2 separate regions of the Anas platyrhynchos genome follow, and region 2 is linked to region 1. Evidence: chromatin contacts called from public Hi-C data. All regions are on one chromosome and are shown on one strand. The core of a region is the stretch at or near the end of the contact, and the rest is flanking DNA. Distances in the headings are between cores, read along the strand shown.

What was found. A called contact is a pair of places that touch in the nucleus more often than the background predicts.
Region 2: a contact with region 1 is called in a Hi-C map of skeletal muscle, with 3 times the contacts expected there. The contact joins the enhancer-like site here to the promoter of HLX in region 1. A contact is called at or near these places in 3 of 8 Hi-C or Micro-C datasets (all in skeletal muscle).

The regions. Positions count from the first base shown.
Region 1 is chr3:23,838,766-23,843,258 of IASCAAS_PekinDuck_T2T, reverse strand. It overlaps HLX (H2.0 like homeobox), which reads right to left and starts at 1,561. Exons shown (of 3, transcript XM_027453111.3): 1 at 383-1,561. The coding sequence starts at 968.
Region 2 is chr3:24,008,388-24,012,926 of IASCAAS_PekinDuck_T2T, reverse strand. The region is part of intron 1 of LOC106019059 (a long non-coding RNA gene); the gene reads left to right. Among named protein-coding and RNA genes, the nearest start is that of DUSP10, 130 kb to the left of the region's middle. Within about 2 kb of position 2,941, at least 1 of the 8 cell types and tissues checked has an H3K27ac peak or open chromatin away from gene starts, as enhancers often do.

The DNA.
Region 1 (4,493 bases), core at 312-2,811:
CCTCGGCTCGGGGGGCGCGGCGGGGCCCCGGCGCTCGGACATCCTCCCCTCCGGTGGCTGCTCTGTCAGGATGTTTACGCGCTGCGAGGGGAGATTGATGGCAGCCAAAGCCTTTAAAACCGGCCCTGGCGGCCCACGAAAAGCCCGGGCCGGGCCGGGGAGGCCGGCACCGGCCGGTTCAGCTATTTTTACGCTATCGCTATTTTGCGGAGCGGCGCAGCGCGGGGCCGGGGGCTGTTTCGGGGGGTTTTGGGGGGGGCATTAAAAACTCGTCCTCACACCGCTGACGCTTCTCTCGGCCGGTTCGCACAGGGGGGCGAGCCGCGGGGCCCCGCGGCCGCTTAAAGCCCCCCCAAAAGCCGCGCCGAGCCGATTTCTCTACCTCTCAGCGTGTTGCCTTCCTTCACTTTGGGGTCGAACTCCGCCGACAAGATGCGGTCGATGCCGAATTTCAGGTCCTTGCTGGCGGGCGCCGGCGCCGAGCCGTGCGTGTGGCCCCCCGGCACCCGGCCGGGGGCCGGAGCCCCGCCGCCCCCCGCCGCCGCAGCAGCCGCCGCCGCCGCCGGGGAGCGGTGCTGCGGGGGCCGGTGGTGGTGGTGCGGGGGGTGGAAGGCGGCCGAGAGCGGCGAGAGGCGCTGCGGGAAGGCGGCGGCGGACGGGGCGTCGGGGGCCACGACGGGCGTGGGCCGCAGCGGCGAGGCGGCGGCGTGGAAGGGGCCGCCGTGGTGGACGGCGCCCAGCGCCGCCGGCAGCCCGGCCCCGGGGCCGCCGGGCAGGCTCTCGGCAGGGCCGGCCGCCGCCTCGCCGCCGGCGTGGAGGATGTCGGCGATGCAGAAGGACGGCTTCTTGGCCGCGGCGGCGTCCAGAGGGAAGCAGCCGCCGGCGCCGGGCCCCGACGCCGAGCAGTACGCCGCTGACCAGAGGCTGAAGTTGGAGGCGTAGAAGGGGGCCAGGCCGGCCGTGTACATCCTGGCGGCCGCCGAGCACGGGCTCTTCTCCCCGCCGGGGGACGCCGCTCAGCTGCCGGGAGCGCGGCGCGGAGCTGCCCGCCGCCCCGGGAGCATGGGGAGGGATGGCGGGGCGGGAGGCGGCGGCGGCGGCCGGAGCACTTGCCGAAGGGGCAGGAAAAAAAAATCTAAAAAAATTAAGAAGTCAAAAAAAAAGCTGAAAAAAAAAAAAAAAAAAGGAAGAAGTCCCCAAAACCAACGGCGAGAGGGAGAGCGAGCGGGCGAGCGCGGGAGAGGAGCTGCGCAAACAAAACAAAACAAACCCCCTTCCTCGCACTGGGGAAAAAATCCACCCCTCCCCAAACTTTCTCTGGCAGCCGCTCCCGGCCGCGCCGCAGCCCTCGCTCCCACCGCCCCCCGGCACAACGCGCCCAATCCGCGCTCCGCGGGGCCGGGACGCGCCGCCCGCAGACACGCCCCGGGCCGGGCCGGGCCGGGCCGAGCCGTGCCGAGCCCTGCTGGGCCGTGCCGAGCCGGGCCGAGCCGTGCCGAGTCCCGCAAGTGCCGCGCTCCGTGTGCCCCCGGCCCGGCCCGGCCCGGCCCGCAAGGTGTGCGCCCGTCGGGGAGCGCCCCGAGGGGGAGCCCCCCCGCTGCTCCGCGCAGCGCCTGCCCCCCGCGCCGTGGTTCCCAGCGCGGAGAAACGGAGCCGCAGCCGGAGGCTGGAAATGCTTCCCGGTGCACCACGTTTCCTCCCGGCATAAATGAGCCTCGGCCGGGCGGCAGCGAAATGGGTGTGCAGTGATCACGCTCGCAACGGAAGGATTTGGGGGAGCTCCGCGCTGCTCGGGGCCCAGGGCGCGTTGGGTCCTGCGTTAGCAGTGCCTAATAAATTGGGTCGTGTCGGCAAGCACCTTTATTGATTTTTTTCTATGCTCTCCACCCGATCTGTTCGCACACCCCTTCCACCGTAAAGACCAGTTCGTAATTTTGTGCAACTTTGACAACCGAATTACCCCCATTTTTTATATTTTTTTTTATTTTTTTTAAGAATACAACCATAACTATATTCGCTAGAATGTTTTAGGGACAAACATATCAATGCTTATTTCGTGCTTTTCCTTCCCTCCAACATCCATATCTGTCCCTACCTGACTCCGGGAAAGGGAGAAAACAAAACAAAACAAAACAAAACACAACAACAGCATTTTTTTAAGTCGTAGTTTCCCCAGCCGGGGCCGTGTAAGCCCATAGCTGCCGTTGTGAACAAGCTCCCGGGTCAGACGATTGCAGGTTTGTTTTGGTTTTGTTTCAAAAAATACTTTTATTTTTTTTTTACATAGCTTCTAAAATTCGGAGCCTTTTCCAGGGAACCGCCAGAAAGCCAAACTATTTTCCTTTCGCCAGGTATGAAGATGTAGATTTTGGGGGGATATTGAAACCACCTGTAATCGAGCGTGAGCACATTTCTAAGGCAAATGCCAGCGTGTCCGTGGGCACGTGTAAAGGCGAAGCCCGTCCCTCAGGAAAGCCCAGGCACGGCTTTGGTTTGGTTTGGTTTTTGTTAGCGATATTAAACCGAAAAATAACGAGGCAACGGCTTGCCAAGACGTGTCCGAAAACAAGGTGAAAGAAAGGGTAGGTTAGCTTTGAACTTTTCCTGCCTCGACAGGGGAAGCCACTTTTCCTTGCGTCTCCCCTTACTCCCCTTGTGCAGATGACCCCAGAGCGGCTCTGCTGGTTTCAAACCGGATCAAACGACTCCGCTTTCACTTGCGTTTCCACGGCGAGGCGAAGCCGTGCCACCGGCCCGCTGCACGGAAGGGCAACGAACTGCGCCGTTCCCACCGCGCCCCAGCTGCGCCTCGCCAAATTCCCATTCCCGGTGCCACCGCTGCTGCTGTCGCTGTCACACCACCCCGGGGATGCTCTCCAGGGCGGGAAAAAAAAAAGTGTTCAGGTGGTATTTTTATATATTTTCCCCCCGTTTTTTTTTCCCAAGAGTTTATTTCAGAGCCCCCCGCGGGCAGGTGCGCGCCGCCTCGGGACCCGCGCATCTTCCGCGGCCCCGTCTTGCTCCCCCCGCGGCCTCCCCGGGCAGGGCCGAGCCTTCTCCCCGGAGGCCCTGCCGGCCTCCCCGCTCCCTTCCCCGGGCCCGGGGCTCGCAGGGCTCCGCGGCAATGACAACGGCGGCGCCTCCTCCCCGAGCAAGGAACGAGAAGGCTGCAGGAAACCCGGGGCTCGCTGCAGCCCAGGTCATCTCCTGTTTTTTTTGAGAGGTTCCAACCCGGACTAAATGAGCGGATGTGCCTGCGAGATTTGTCCTAAAATAGAAGCGGCTTCAGTATTTTAGGATACAGCAGAAATCCTTATTTCTTCCGGAGAAAAACTTCATAATGAGCGCGAGCACTTCCCTTTTCAATATTTGTGCAACTTTATCTCGACCAGCAAGTTGCTTTGGTGACGCAAATCCGCCCTTGTGTATTGCAACTACAAAAATAAATGCAAGGAAATCAATTCCCTTCTAGCAATGAAAACATAAATATACAGCTGCGACTTTCCCCTTTAATCTTGCTTTCCGAGGGACTCGAGAAGGAGGCGAATGAACTGTGCAGGCTGGAGAGATGCTTTTTTTTTTTTTTTGAATAGAGTCTCGAAGGACTTTTTTTTTTTTTTTCCTCCCTACGAGGACGACAAAGGAGAGGTGGAAAAGAGTTATTCGAGTTTCTTGCGGAGATAGACGGGCTAACCCCGAGGCGCTGCTGCAGCCCGCCGGTCCCGGGCCAGGAGCATCTCGGAGATAGGGGGCGGCTGCGGGGGGGCCTGGCAAGGCTGCCCACGGGCTGCTCCTGCCCCTCGGAGCTCCTCGGCCCATCCCTGGCTCTCCCTGGCTCTCCCCATACAGCTTTTATGTTCATAGAGGTCGTTCTGTTTCTACCTCTACCTATACATTTTATATTAAAACATATTTATGCGCATCTCTAATATATAAAACACCACTCTCCTTATATACAGGAGCTTTTTTTAATCGCCTCCATCTCGTTGCAGCGCTGTTCCCGCTGCGGCCGCCCCGATGCTGCGGGGACCCCGCGCTGCGCAGCGCCGAGCGCCCGCGGGCCCCGGGCCCCAAAGGCCGGGCTCTGTCGCCACCTGCCGAGGCGGACAGCACTTCGGGGACAGCCGGGAGCCTCGCACCGGTGGCCGGGTTTGGTCCGGAGGGCCGCGGGGGGATCAGCTGGGCCTGAGCGCTTGCAGCACCGGGGAGAGGTCTCGGGGCGCACCAGCAGGGATCCTTGGTTGGAATTCAATCCATAGGGCATGGTAGAGGTGCTCTGAAGCAAAATCACATTCGCCCCAAAACACTGTGTAGTCCCAAAGGTCCCTTCAGATGAAGGGAGCATTCGCAAACCCTCACTTCCCTCTCCCCCCATCTGCCTAGCTCAAAGTCCTGACATGTAAGAGGGCACTGCATCTTTCCACAACCATGTTTACAGGGAAAGGAGTGACCTTTCCTTCCTTTCTTTTCCTTCCCTTTTTTTTTTTTTTTTT
Region 2 (4,539 bases), core at 1,692-4,191, 170 kb before region 1:
GCTGAAGGCCACTTTGCAAAGTGATCTGCTTTGTCACTTGAATAGGCTGGCTTGGATCATGAAAAATCCTAAACTGGGGCAGCAGAGAGAAAAAGAAAGCGTTACAGCCTGGGAAAGAAACAGACATTTAATAACACTCATTGCTTGTTTGTACAGCATTAAGGCAAAAGAAAGAGAAAATAAAGAGAAAATAAAACCTCTTCCAGGATCCCCATATTAGTTTGGAAGGCAGTTCTGTGACACTGGTTGCATTTTCTCTTGTGCTCGTCCTGACCAGCATGAACTGTGTGGTGAGGACATTGGCCCCAGCTGCCAAGAACAACAAAACGGATGTGCAACACCATACTAAAATTTACACCGGGTTGACAGACACATTCAAACTCAGCTGGCTGCTCCTCAGGGGCTTGATCTGAACATTGTCCATGCAGTTAAGTTGTTCTCACTGTTGTATGGGGAGAAGAAAAAAAAAAAAAAGAGAGGAAAAAAGAAGAAGAAGAAAAAAACTTTGGCAGGGAGAGGAGATGACATGAACGTGAAGCAAGAAATGTGTGTGTATATGTGGTGTGTGGAGCCAGGGGGCAAAAAGGGAGTAGTTGTGCCTATGTTGTGCTTGGGGAAAGCGTTATTTCCATGTGCTAGCTGGAAAGACTGTTGGGGCTGGTGGTGATGGTCTGCAGAGTCCAGGTGGTGACCAAGCCGAGTGGCCCCAGGCCTGCCAGGGAAGCCACGTGGAGCTCAGCTCACCTCCACTTTTGAGGTATGAGTATGAAAAGCATGCCAGAGGACTGACCCAGATCTCCACCAGGTAGGGGCCAAATGGCAGGTGTATGCCCAGACCTAAGAACAGATGAGGAGGACACAGTGTCATCCATACAGCTTCTTCATACCTGAAAACTAAGTAGAGAAATGACGAAAAAAGCAAATTATGATTGGTCTGAGAGAATTGCTGAGAAAAATCAGTTGTGGGAGGAAGGAGAAAAGTTTCTGTCACTGTGGACACACCAGACCCTTGGAGGTCAAGAGAAACTGTTTCTCTTGAGCTACCAGCATTCATTGGCTTGAGTAAGGAAATTTGTGTTTGACAGGTAGCTCTAAAGGACCAGGGCTGGGAGGACTGTTTGGGGATCATACTGGGACTGGGGACAATGTGGAACATCCAGCTGGGCGTTCTCAGGCAGGGACAAGGAGAAAAGGACAGATCTACACATAGAAGATGAAAGAAAGAATATAATGAACTCAGGGTTGCAGGTGGGAGAATGAATTGTGGTAGTGGGATTTAAAGGCATAAATCTTTCTGGTGTCAACTAGCCAACTACTTTTTTAAGGGGGTTCCATTTCTCTTGGACAGATACGTTCACAACCCTTCTTTTCATATGGATCTCCATCTGTTTTGTATTGAGAGCAGACCTTGAAAGTTGTTTGTTTTTTTCTCCAGGTGAAAATAAACTTCTCCTAGATTTTACCTGTGTGTCTTTCTTCAGGGAAAAATCATATTTTTTACTTTAATTCCTCCTCTGAAACATACTAAGCTTCTCCTCCTGCTCTCTAGGCAGTTGCCCCTTGGGATAGGAAAAGGAAATTAAACAGCTAATGGTTATGCTTTAATTAGGCTTTATTGGACTTAACACAGCTTATGCTCTGCATATGTGCAGCAGAGAGTTAGATACTTAGAAAATCCTGTCTTTGCTATTATGAGTTTATGAGAAAGGAAGCCCAAGGAAGATCAATACATCCTCTGTGTAGATTACAAATGGTTCATGACGTATGTCCACAGGAGCTGTTTTTAGTGAGGGTAGTCTAGTTATTATGGATTTGACATAAACTTGGCCTGGTGCCCTGAGGGAATGCAATGTAGGCATAATTTGGTCTTCCTGTAATTGTCTATTTAACTTGGCAATCCAGAGTAATTTTTTCCTGTGAAATGAGACCGAGACGTCACTAAAGCGGCGGTCAGATTAATTAATGAGACATAATAATGCTCCTAATAAAAGCTCATGAGCTGAGTCCTCTTCCCTCCCCTTTCCTCTCCTCCCCTGCTGTCCTCCCCCTGCTGAGAATGCAGCTTCCCAGGAATCCATGAGTCACACTTCGTAAAGGAGTTTCTTCAGTAGTTGACGCAAACAATGCAGCAGAGAAAAATAATAAGTGCAGAACCATCTGTTTGATGAAGTCCTTGACATTTTATTTCATTTCCCCCTATTGCATATTAAAGGAAGTAAATAGAAAAACATTTGCTAATTATACCACTGTTTACTGATTGCTGGGCGGCTTTTATTGTATTTATCAGAAATGCTAGCCTGTCCTGCAGTCCTGGCTTCAGCATCCTCCTGCTTTCTGCTTTGTGTGAGAGGAGCATGAGAGCAACCTTGCAACCTCTGTAAGACTTCTGAGCTCTTCATCTCCAGGCAGCTCACACAGGGGTGGAAGTGTGTCCCTTCTGTGCACATGAGAGAGCTGGGAGAGGTGATGGGAAACCATGGATTTGGGGGTAACGCACTGACCTTATGGCAGAGCCAGAAGCAAGAGCTCAGGCTGGAGCCTTGGCCCTGAGGTTAGAAGCTGGAGGAGAAAGGTTGTCTCTTCCTTCTATAGGGCCAGAAGTTTATGCAGCATTTTGGCTTTTCACTTGGACTCAGTAACACCTGGCAGGAAGGTCAAATGGCAGTGTTTCAGTCTGACTTTGATAGCCTGAGTTGCAGCTGCCATTTGGCCTTTTGAACGAAATCTCCTGGACTGGCCATTCTCATTCCCTCCTTTCCAATGTCCTGGACAGTGTGCTTGTTTCCCTGCCCAGTTCCCTTTGTAGGTATAGTTTTATGGCTCAAAAGCAGTCCTTGGACAGTATGAGGGATGAACAGTAAAATACAGAGTCTTACCCCTCCCTCTGTCTGGGATTTGGATTTGGCTAATGGTCAGGGCTAGGCAGTGCTATTTGAAAACAAGTTGGTGGCCTAGGGCCAGTTATATTAGGCAGCTATTTCCTTTGCAAAATCTGAGCTATTGGCACTCATTAAAAGCCACAGCAATGAATCAAATGGCTGTGAACTGAAGTAGTTTTTCTCCCACCACACCATGTAAGGCCAGCGCTAGAGCAACTTGGCCTAGGCCATTACTAGGAAGGGAAAGATTTGCAACGCTGAGGAGGACACAGTGACCTTATCTAGGAATGAGAACACTAGGAAATACAGAAACACCAGCTTGTCTTTGGATGAGAAATCAGTGCTGATGAAAGAATCTATTTCTGGTTATTTCCTTGGGTACAAAAGACTTAATGAATTTTCCAGCCCACCATTTGGACAGATTTAAGGGATTTTATTACTTATACTTCCATGAAGATTCTATCAGTAGTTCTGGTTGTCCTGATGGGCTGGATGTTTTGAATCTCCTCTCCAACATCAGTTCCCTCAGACAGGTTTATGTTCCCAGTGCAGTAAAACTCTCAGTTGAGAACACAAATAGTGGAAGATATATTTCTCCATGTCTCCAACCCATGGTAACACATATGCAAACTTGGCTCCAAGGGGTGGATATTGCACACTGGTTTTGTTCTCTTTAAAGTTCTCATGAAAGGAGTTATTTTAAAACAAGAGCAAAATGGCTTTTTGATTGTGAAGGAGATGCCCAAAGTTCACACCGCTGCTTGAAGCACCCAGCACATGGAAAATATTCACTACAGCAGGCCCCAAATGGCAAGTCATCTACCAGACACTGGGTTAACAAATCTGGGAAAGTTCAAAACTGACATGCTGGCTGGAATCCATTTATTACATTTACTATTGACTACACACAATAATGTAGCTTGTAAGGATAACTTCATAAAGCAGTTGTTATTTTCTGACAAGCAGAAGTGTGCAGTACAGAGAAGCCTACTGTTGTTTCCCATTTTGTTTCGGTTAGAGGAATCCGAGGATTTGTAGTGATGGTCTTAGTTGGTGTATACAAGCGCATGAATGTTTCTTTCTTTGTGATATCATTCATTCTGTCTGGTGGTCTTTTGTGGCTTTCCATCTGCAAATCCTTTTTGAAATATGATTATGCATAAAAGAGAAGCAATAGTTAGCTTCTAGTTTGTTATGGTTACTTTTGAATGTTTGGGTGGGGGGGAGGATTATTTTTTTTTTAATGCTAATATTTTATTGATTTAGGTGAAATCTTCATGGGAAGGAAAACATATCTGCTTCTTGGTGTTACATATAAGGTCCAGTATCTCCACGATGTTTTCTACTTGTTTCCTGCAGTGATTTAGAACTGAAATGGAGGATATAGAGGATATATGATGTAACAACTCCATCCTATACTTATCTTTAAGAATCTTGAACCAAAAGAGGTAAATCTTGAGTATTAAAAGGACTTCCAGTTTCCATCCTATGAAACTATTGGTTAGAGCTGTGTCAGTGTATCACAGTAGGAAATGGTCAGGCAGTAAGTTGTCAAACAGCTTTTTTTCACAAATGCATTAATAATGAAGCTGTAGAAAGTTTCCACTGGGTTTGCAGAAAAAGGAATGGATTCCAGTCACTAAAATGTCACAAGTTTGTT